Regions from separate parts of the Anas platyrhynchos genome. Here all the other regions are linked to region 1. The links are chromatin contacts, called in public Hi-C maps. All regions are on one chromosome and are shown on one strand. The core of a region is the stretch at or near the end of the contact, and the rest is flanking DNA. Distances in the headings are between cores, read along the strand shown. Region 1 has its middle 4.4 kb from the start of PLB1. Region 2 overlaps LOC119716379 (a long non-coding RNA gene). Region 3 has its middle 3.5 kb from the start of TRNASTOP-UCA.

What was found. A called contact is a pair of places that touch in the nucleus more often than the background predicts.
Region 2: a Hi-C map of subcutaneous adipose tissue shows a contact between it and region 1, with 6 times the contacts expected there. The contact joins two enhancer-like sites. A contact is called at or near these places in 6 of 8 Hi-C or Micro-C datasets (F1 follicle, F5 follicle, liver and 2 more).
Region 3: a contact with region 1 is called in a Hi-C map of subcutaneous adipose tissue, with 2.0 times the contacts expected there. The contact joins two enhancer-like sites. A contact is called at or near these places in 5 of 8 Hi-C or Micro-C datasets (F1 follicle, F5 follicle, liver and 2 more).

What each region holds. Positions count from the first base shown.
Region 1 is chr3:38,527,448-38,530,239 of IASCAAS_PekinDuck_T2T, forward strand. No RefSeq gene overlaps it. Among named protein-coding and RNA genes, the nearest start is that of PLB1, 4.4 kb to the right of the region's middle. Within about 2 kb of position 1,459, at least 2 of the 8 cell types and tissues checked have an H3K27ac peak or open chromatin away from gene starts, as enhancers often do. A contact at or near this core is called in subcutaneous adipose tissue, where this site is marked.
Region 2 is chr3:38,199,872-38,202,663 of IASCAAS_PekinDuck_T2T, forward strand. It overlaps LOC119716379 (a long non-coding RNA gene), which reads left to right. Exons shown (of 2, transcript XR_011808179.1): 1 at 1-2,792. Among named protein-coding and RNA genes, the nearest start is that of TRNASTOP-UCA, 15 kb to the right of the region's middle. Within about 2 kb of position 1,395, at least 6 of the 8 cell types and tissues checked have an H3K27ac peak or open chromatin away from gene starts, as enhancers often do. A contact at or near this core is called in subcutaneous adipose tissue, where this site is marked.
Region 3 is chr3:38,218,830-38,221,621 of IASCAAS_PekinDuck_T2T, forward strand. No RefSeq gene overlaps it. Among named protein-coding and RNA genes, the nearest start is that of TRNASTOP-UCA, 3.5 kb to the left of the region's middle. Within about 2 kb of position 1,467, at least 4 of the 8 cell types and tissues checked have an H3K27ac peak or open chromatin away from gene starts, as enhancers often do. A contact at or near this core is called in subcutaneous adipose tissue, where this site is marked.

The DNA of each region.
Region 1 (2,792 bases), core at 209-2,708:
AATGGGCAAAAAGGAAGTTGCATCTCCAATCTTTATTTTCTCCTTTGCTTGCTGTACAAACAACCCTGTGGAAGCTGGCTCCAGTAGGTGTGGTCTGTGTATGCACTCTTGGGTGTGCCGCTTTGTTGTGTTAAAAGGACCATTCCTCCCCTAAAAGCAAGTTTCCAGGTTGTCACCAGCTGTCACATCAAAACTCGTGATCCCTCCCATCCCCCACCTGCCTGCCTTCCCTCTTAAGTAAGAAAAATGGAGTTGCCTGATGGGATGAAACCCCAGCCAGCACCAGGCTTGGTGTCTTGTCTTTGTCGCACACTGGTCTAGTACCCCTCTGTGTGTCTTCTGGGCCACCAGGGAAAAGAGATCCGCATTATTTGCTGTGTGCTAGAACAGCCCCCTGTGTTTGGGGAGGCTGTCCTCCTTCTCATCGCCCCTCTTGGAAATGCTCCCCCAGTCAATCCAGCTTTCCTTCTGGGTTAAGCTTCCTGTTGGGCTGGCTGGTCTACTTTGTCTTTCTGAAAGCGCAGTGCTCCAGATCTGGCACAGCATTTAGCACGAGTGAGCATTCTTCAGGATAAAGCATAATAATGACCTTCCATGACATGCTTATGACACCCCATTTGCATATCCCCAAACAAATGTTTTGTAGGATTTCTTTTTTTTTTTTTTTTTTTTTTTTTTTTGCAATAGCAGCATACCATTGACTCATATTTATTACATGATCCACTCTAATTCCTCCAGATTCTTTGCCGTAATACTGCTGCTTAGGCAATTATTCCAAGTCATTCATTTGTGAATTTAATTTCTCCCTCCTGATCATAGTACTTTGCTGTGTTTTTATTGAATTTTATCCAGCTGATTCTGAGTGGCTTTTGCAATTTATTGAGATCACTTGAAATAATAATGTGCAGATTAATTGTTCAGAAAATCCTATGCACAGGCCCATGCCTGCACCCATAGCTGGTTCCAGAGCCCAGCCTTTCCGTCTTAAAAACAAAGGCCTCCGGCACTTGATGGCATTCTTGCAATATTCAGCTGAAATGTCAGGATGAAGCCTGGCAAAGCTGTGAATTTTGGAAGGTTCTTTCAATGAAAATATGGAATAAGAGCATCTGTTCAGCTGGCAGTGGCTGTTGGTCTCCGATCATCTAGCGGTGGTTTGAATCAGTGATATTTTCTGTATTATTACAGGTCTTCAGAGCATGGAGTCCCTGGAAATATGCAAGCTTGAGATCAGTTTCTGGCTGTAAGGGCAGGAGCAGAGCTACAGCAGCGGACTGCACCAGCAGACACCACCAGCTCTCATCAAGGGTCCCCTGGCCTAGGCTTTCCTCCTGAGGACTGGAACTGCTGCTCCACAACCATAGGAGTGTTTTTCCCCGTTCCCAGCCACAGGGGCCGGGAACGTGTTGGTCTCAGGAGCTAAATGTTGTAGGAATTTGGTGTCCTCTGGTGGCAGCTGTGAGAGTTACAGCAGCCAGAAGCAAGCTTTGGCCTCGCCATGCAGGTGGCCATGGGCGCCAGTGGGCCGTCCCAGGGCCTTGCTCTCCAGGTGGAGCACTGATACTCCTTTCCACCTGCACTGTAAATATTCCTGTGCCTGCCTGGCATCTCTTGTTTCTATATGCTCACCCCTCCTATTTATTTTGTGCCTGGGGAGCCGCTCCCCTTCCAGGAGCGCTGAGGGCTGCGTGACTTTGGGTGCAAGATTGACATGGTGGTGGTTGCTTGTTGTTCACCTGGGATTTCTTCATCTCACAGAAGGGAATTTAGCTTCTGCGAGGACCTCTGCACAGTTAGCGAAGGCTTTTGCTGCTTGCCTTTGCATGGTCCTTAAGGAAAATAGCTGCGCTTGGTTTCAAAGGCCTTTTAATCCACTTATTTGCAGGCACTGAATCTGTTACTGCCCAGGCTTGCCCAAATGTGGTTCCACTCACCAGGTGAAAAAGCTGGCAAGTGAGAAGGCACAGAGCACCTGGACAGGCCATGCCTGACTCTTTTTTAGCCACAAAACAGGTGAGAGCATCTCAGAGCATTGTGTAGATGGTGAATACTACAAGTGGGAGGACGCGTTTGCCACAGCTTGTGGTGTGTAAAGTACGTCAAGGGAGCATGCTGAGCCTTATGCTCCTAGCTCCAGGTGCCTCTGCTGGATCCAGGCAAAAAGTGATCATTTGCCAGGAACTTGAAGTTCAATGGTCTGTGTTTGGAACAACTGCAGTAAGAAGGGTCAAAAAGCCTCATTGCTTGCGAAGAAAAGCAGCCTTACTACCTTTCCCCCATCTCACAAACTATGTTACCACTTGGTAGTCTTCTCTATTTCAAGGGCAACACAGGCATTAATAATGCAAAAGGAATATAGCACAGCTGGGGCTGCCTCATGGAGGTCAAAGGGATATGTTTTCTGACCTGTAGAGGCAAGCTGAGAAACAAGCTTCTACAGGCGAGTGAGGTTAACAGAGGATTTTTTAGGGTGTGGGTACGTGGACTTTGCGAGCCTGCGATGCATTGGAACCTATACAGGCTGACCCTAAGGAGCCTGTGCATTGCACCTTCTTGTAGAAAGAGCTTGAGAGAGCACAGGAGGGTCAGGAGTTTCCCACGCTGTTGCTGCAGTCCCAGCTCTGGCTGAAAAACAAAACAAAACAAACAAACAAACAAAACCTTTTGTGGTGTGAATACAAACAGTATAATGCTGGAACTGCTTGAGGAATTTTATAACTTGATGGAAAAGGATGGGAGAAAGGGAATGCTACTGTTTCTATTTCAAAGAGAATCACAGCACTTTGAGACCT
Region 2 (2,792 bases), core at 145-2,644, 330 kb before region 1:
TTCCTCTAGCTGGGCACCCCATCTAAATCTGCTTTTATGAGCATTTTCAGTACTTCCAAGGAAAGTGGGAAAAAAAGCCATGTTCATATTCACTGGGGAAAGAAATTCCAGGAAGAATTTCCAGAAGGAGCAAGTCTGATCCTGCTGCCTTGCAGTTCATCCCTGGCATGAGCAGGGTGCCTCGGTGCGAACAGCCTGGCTGCACTCATGCTCTGACCTGGCTGAGCCAGCCTGGGGGGCTCCTGGCCACAGTGCCTCATGCAGGCCTGGCCAGAGCTCTCAAATTTCCATAAGAAAATACCAGCTGGACACCAGTGATGCCTCACAGAACTGCCAGGACTGCCCAGCAGCCTCACATACCCCACCTCCAGCTCTTCAGTCAGGGGACAACAGTTCTGTGTCCACTGAAGCCATTGGGCAAACCTGTGCTGTGGAGATGCTCTTAGTGCGACAGGGAAGGCTGGGGAGAGACACACGAGTACTGCCTGAGACCTCTGCAGCAGTAAAAATATAGCAGAGTCCTCAGAGGAAGGCTCGGAAGTAAAACACACGGCCCTTAAAATAGCTGGAGAAACAAAGAGTGCTCTCATGACTCAGGGTCTGTGGCCACAAACCAGCCAGAAGCCAGCAGAAGGGGTCCGAGCACCCAGTCAAATGGCACTTGGAGGAGGAGAACAAGACGACCTGTCCTCAGAAGCCTCTGCCCCAAAGGCTTAGATCACTAAACCTGCCAAGGAAGACTTCTCTAACAAGAATAAGTCACAAGCCTGTCATTTGTCCTCTGCTTTCTGAACTCTGACAGCACGCTGCATCTGTGCATTCCCCTGGCTCTTCTAAAAGCCAGGGCCAAATGCTGAAACCTTTATCGGTTTCTTACAACTATGGACAGTTACTGGCAAGCTCTCCACCAGAAATCCCAGTTGGAACAGTTCTGCAGGCAGCGTGGCTATATAAACAAGGATGAAAACGGCCTTGGGAAGGAGGAAATGAGTTCGGGATCAGAAACAGCAAGCTCTGCATGCAAGCACGCTAGCACTAAAATTAGTAGGAAAAGGGGGCAGGAGAAGGGATGGGAGCGGAATAATGTCACGGACATTTTACCACACACTCCTCCCTGACGTCCCTTTGCTTCTAGGGTAAAACCTCTGAGCTAGGAGGCACTGTCAGAGCAGAGGCAGGGGCTGGCTGGCTCCTGTCCTATAAACCTGACCCACGGAGGGTCCCCGGCTGGGAGAAACCCAGTGAGAAGCCGTGCAGGCTTCATCTTGCCTGTGTTACACACGAGCCGTCCCCAGAGGGCACAATAGACCACGACTTGGCCTCTACAGCAGCTCAGCCCTTCCCAGCCAGGCCTGGCGGGTGGGTGAGGCGCTTGGGGGTTTTCCCAGCTCTGAGTTCCCGTGGGCTGATGGCAGGAACTGGGATTGCCACAGAGCAGCTCGGAGCCGCTTCGGGCTGACGAGCACATACGCAAGCACCTAGCAGGAAGCTGCGCCTTGCTAGCCAAAGGTCTGGGTGGCTCCCAGGCAGGCAGCCAGGGGCACGATCCCAAGCTCCACATGCTCCCTCCTCAGCGCTTACAGCCCGGGATTGTGTCCCTAAATCCCACCCAGGGCTGCCTTCTCGTTGCCCAGCACTGTGTGAGGGGCACTGCACTTGTCACAGCCCGCCACCAGGGTCCTGGCCCTCCAGAGGTATGGAAGCAGGGCCTCTACCCAGCCTGACTGCACTCGGGTGAGGCAACGCAGAAATAAATTGTCTTAGCTTCCACACCACGGCCAGCATTGCTAGATTTATTCAGTGATAGTTTTCTGGAGTTTGTTTCTGAAAAACTTTTACTACTCAGCTGTGTCCTAGGTCCCTGGTAGGCGAGCAATGAGCCCAGACACAGAGCAATCAGCTCCCCCAGGTGAGCCTGCTCACACCTCACATAGGAGCACATGCAGCAGGTGCGTGGGAGACCCTCATAGGTGTGGAGCAAAGAACAAGAACAATAGCAAATCATCACCACAGCACCAGAGCCATCCCAATGCGTACACGCACATTGCTGCGGGCGGGACAGACAGACAGATACCCAAGTCATACATCACGTAGTGCAGTGGTGGTCCCACCAGACTCACACAGGTAACAAGATACTCATTATGTCAGTGCTCATCACCAAGCCCTGGCCTACGTATTCTGATGCTAATGTGGTGTCTGTGTTGATAGAAATGAAGCTCAGGCTATAGTAAGAGTCAGAGGTTAACAGCCTGAAAGAGGTAAAGAATGGAGCTATGATTAGACCAGACAGATGGGTCAGGTGACTTGGAGCACTGTAATTCTCATCCTCACCAAAGAAATTATGTTCCTGCACATAAACGTAGGTTTGCAGCTGTCAGACACCTTTCTGTGCCACTCACACAGTGAACATTCAACAGCACCGTTCCCAAGAGACGTTACACCACCAGGACCGGTACAACTGAACACACTTGCAGTGGTGTTCCTCTGCAAAATCTATCCAGTGCTTCCATGATTTCATATAGCAAAATTAGCGTAATCTTACAATCTCCAGGTTTAACCTGAAGGCAAAGAGAGCTCTTTTCTACACAGCCTGGTGAAAATTAGGCAGCCTTTGAAAAATTGCTGTTTCATATTTTTTTTTTATTTTTCCCCTCTTATGTTTTGGGTACCTTTGTTCCTAAAAATATAACAAAAATGTTAATTAAACAGAGTTCACTGTTGTTATATGCCACTGTCACGATGGCAGTGATGATACAACGGTGTAATTACAACACACTTTACTTTAGGAAAGT
Region 3 (2,792 bases), core at 217-2,716, 310 kb before region 1:
GCACGGGAGGGAGGTTAACTGGGACGGGGGCACCCCAGGACCTTGTTCTCGCACCCTTTAGCTGACACGGAAAGGGACGAGGCCATAGGAAGAAGGGCTCCCTGTGTTTAGCTGCTGGTTTGAGGCGAGCGCCGGCGTAGAGGCCGGTGTAGATGACTTGTGTGTAGCTGGGAGGTTTTACAAAATACTATCAATGTCTTGCCTGAGTCTGCTTTGTTTGCAGTCACTCATTAGTCAGCCAAAGCGTTCGGCGTTTGAACCTGAGTGTCACTTTCTTCCCTGACAAAGGGCCAACCGAAGAGGAGCCAAAGGCTTTACCGCTGCTTAGGAGGCAAGCCAGGGGTTACTCAGCGGCACGATGCACGAGAGCCCGGCTTCTCAGCAGAATGCAATCTGCCTCCTGTTGTTTTCCCCGTGGAGTCACAGAGCGGCGAGGAGGATGTGCTGGTGACAGATGGCTGACGCGACTCATGAAGCGCATGGGTGACTGGGCTGTGACTCAGCAAGAGTTTGGGCACGGGAGCCCCGCTGCTGGAGCTCTTGCACGGTGACCGTGGACCTGGCCGGGTCTCCTGGAGGGCCGAGCGCGGGACGTCGTTTGAAGTCTGTGACCGCCAGCCTCCACGGGAGGGAAGCAGGCACACGCAGCCTGTTGGAGCAGAAAGTCAAGCTCCTAATTACTGTTTACATTGGTAATGGATAATGTCGTAGTGCGTACAACTACATGACCTGCTGGTGGTGCTTAGATGTCCTGCTAGCCTTCGGAAAGGAAACCATTCAACATCCTGGCCTGAAGTAATGACAGTCTCACTTGGAGGGAGTAGCACTCAGAAAACTTCTTTTTCAGTCAAGTCACTAGAGGGGGACAAAGACCTGATCTGGGTACACAGCCATACACCAGCTCTCCTGTTGCAGCTCTGGGAGACACCTTGGAGAGGCAGAAGCAAAGATGGCCCTGGCCTTCATCAGATCTGGAGGTGCCCAAGTGCAGCAGGATGGCTTTCTGGACACCGAGCAGGCAGGTGGGGATCAGCAGCACGTTGGGGAAATGAAGCCAATCCTTTCCCACCAGAAGCAGGATGGTGCATGCGCATGTTTAGCAGCCTCTGTGTCAGCTCTGCCAGTGCTTCTCCCTATTCCATAGCTGGCTGGGGCTTTTGAAGGCCAATTTTTTCTTCTTTCTCCTCTTTTATGAATGATGAAGAGCTGAATTCACAGGTCTGGATAGGTGCCAGGTGTTATTGTTGTCTCTGTGAGTTAGAGACGTCATGGAAATATTGGAGAACCTGAACTCGAACAGAATGTACCTGTGTGCATCCCACACGCACGCAGAGAGCCAGAGTGGCCGTAGTAAGCAGCAAGGCAGCGTTTGCAACTAACATATTGACCTGAAGTGCTTAAAAGCCACTACACACACTCCCCTGGTGAAATGTCGACTGGAATGACTCATACAAATGGATCGTGATGCACAGTCCTCAGCCCAGCCAGACTGTGCTTGGAACCAAGGCACTCCCATTTTCTCCCCTCCAGCATACTTGCCTGACCAAATCCAGGATTGAGCCATTTGGCTCTGACTGGAGCTGGTCAGAACATGTTTTTCTTTTCTTCTCTTTTTCCCCTCCTTCACCCTTTGGAAAATGTTGACATTTTAGCAAAGGGCTAAAAAACCCAAACCCTGAATATTTTCCATTGGAAAATGCTCAGGGAATGGGAGGGGAACAATCCCAAAATTGCCAACAATCAAATCTAGTTTGCTTTTAAGCTTTTTGGGTTTATGAGAAGGGGTCACGTTTGGAAGAAAGCAAACACTTTCTATGAAAATATTTGTTCTCTTCAAACCCATTTTTTCACTAGAAAAGTGTTCCAACTGGCATCCTTTTTACTGAAGTTAGTTTGGACATTCTCTACGTCTAATTTTGGAATCGGCCCGAAGAAAAACTAATTCAGAAATGTAAATCTTTTATTGGAATATAAAGCACAAATGACACATACAGCACAACTTTGAGATATATCCCGATAGTCTCTGTGTGTCAACAGTCCTATTTTCACAAATATCTCAACCAAGTTTGGAATCTGGCCTCTGGGACGCCAAGCTCTCAAGGCTTAGTGCTCTGAGCACATTCCTAAAGGGAATCTCTCTTAATAAGATCACATCAAAGGCTGTAAGGGAAGCAATAGGCAGTGAAAGGCATATTACCTGTAACTATCCCTTGAGTAGCTGATAGCACGGAAGCACTTAAAAAGCATTTTGTTCTGATGTCTTCAGCTAATTTAAATTTCTGTCTGAATTGTAATGTAGGCCTGAAACATTTGTTTCATCTTGTCTTTGTGTATTATCCTGCTTTGCTGTAAGTTAAAAATAAAAAAGGAAAGGGACAATGTTAGCATAACAGAACACACATATTTGGAGGAAAGGAATTATGCCCTAAACTTTTACTAAATGCGGCTAATAACAGGTTAGAGTTTAAAAATGGAAAGATCTTAAAACAAGTATACACTGGTCATAAATAAATTTGGGCTGCAAAGAAGCAGAAGCCTTCAAAACAGCAGCAGAGTGAAGTTCAGAATAACCTCCTAAGAGGAGCAACGGGAGTAAAAAACTGAAGACAGATCTCAATCAGTTGTAGGATATCATGACAGCAGAGGAGGAGATTCAATGTCCCATGGGTCCGTTCTCTTTTTTTGTGCCCCTTCACCCTTTTTTTTTTTTTTATTTCACACTAAAGCTTCTCAGTTCCTCTTCACATTTGCTCCATTATGGTTTAGAGTTGGAAGTGCTGGACTTCGCTGTG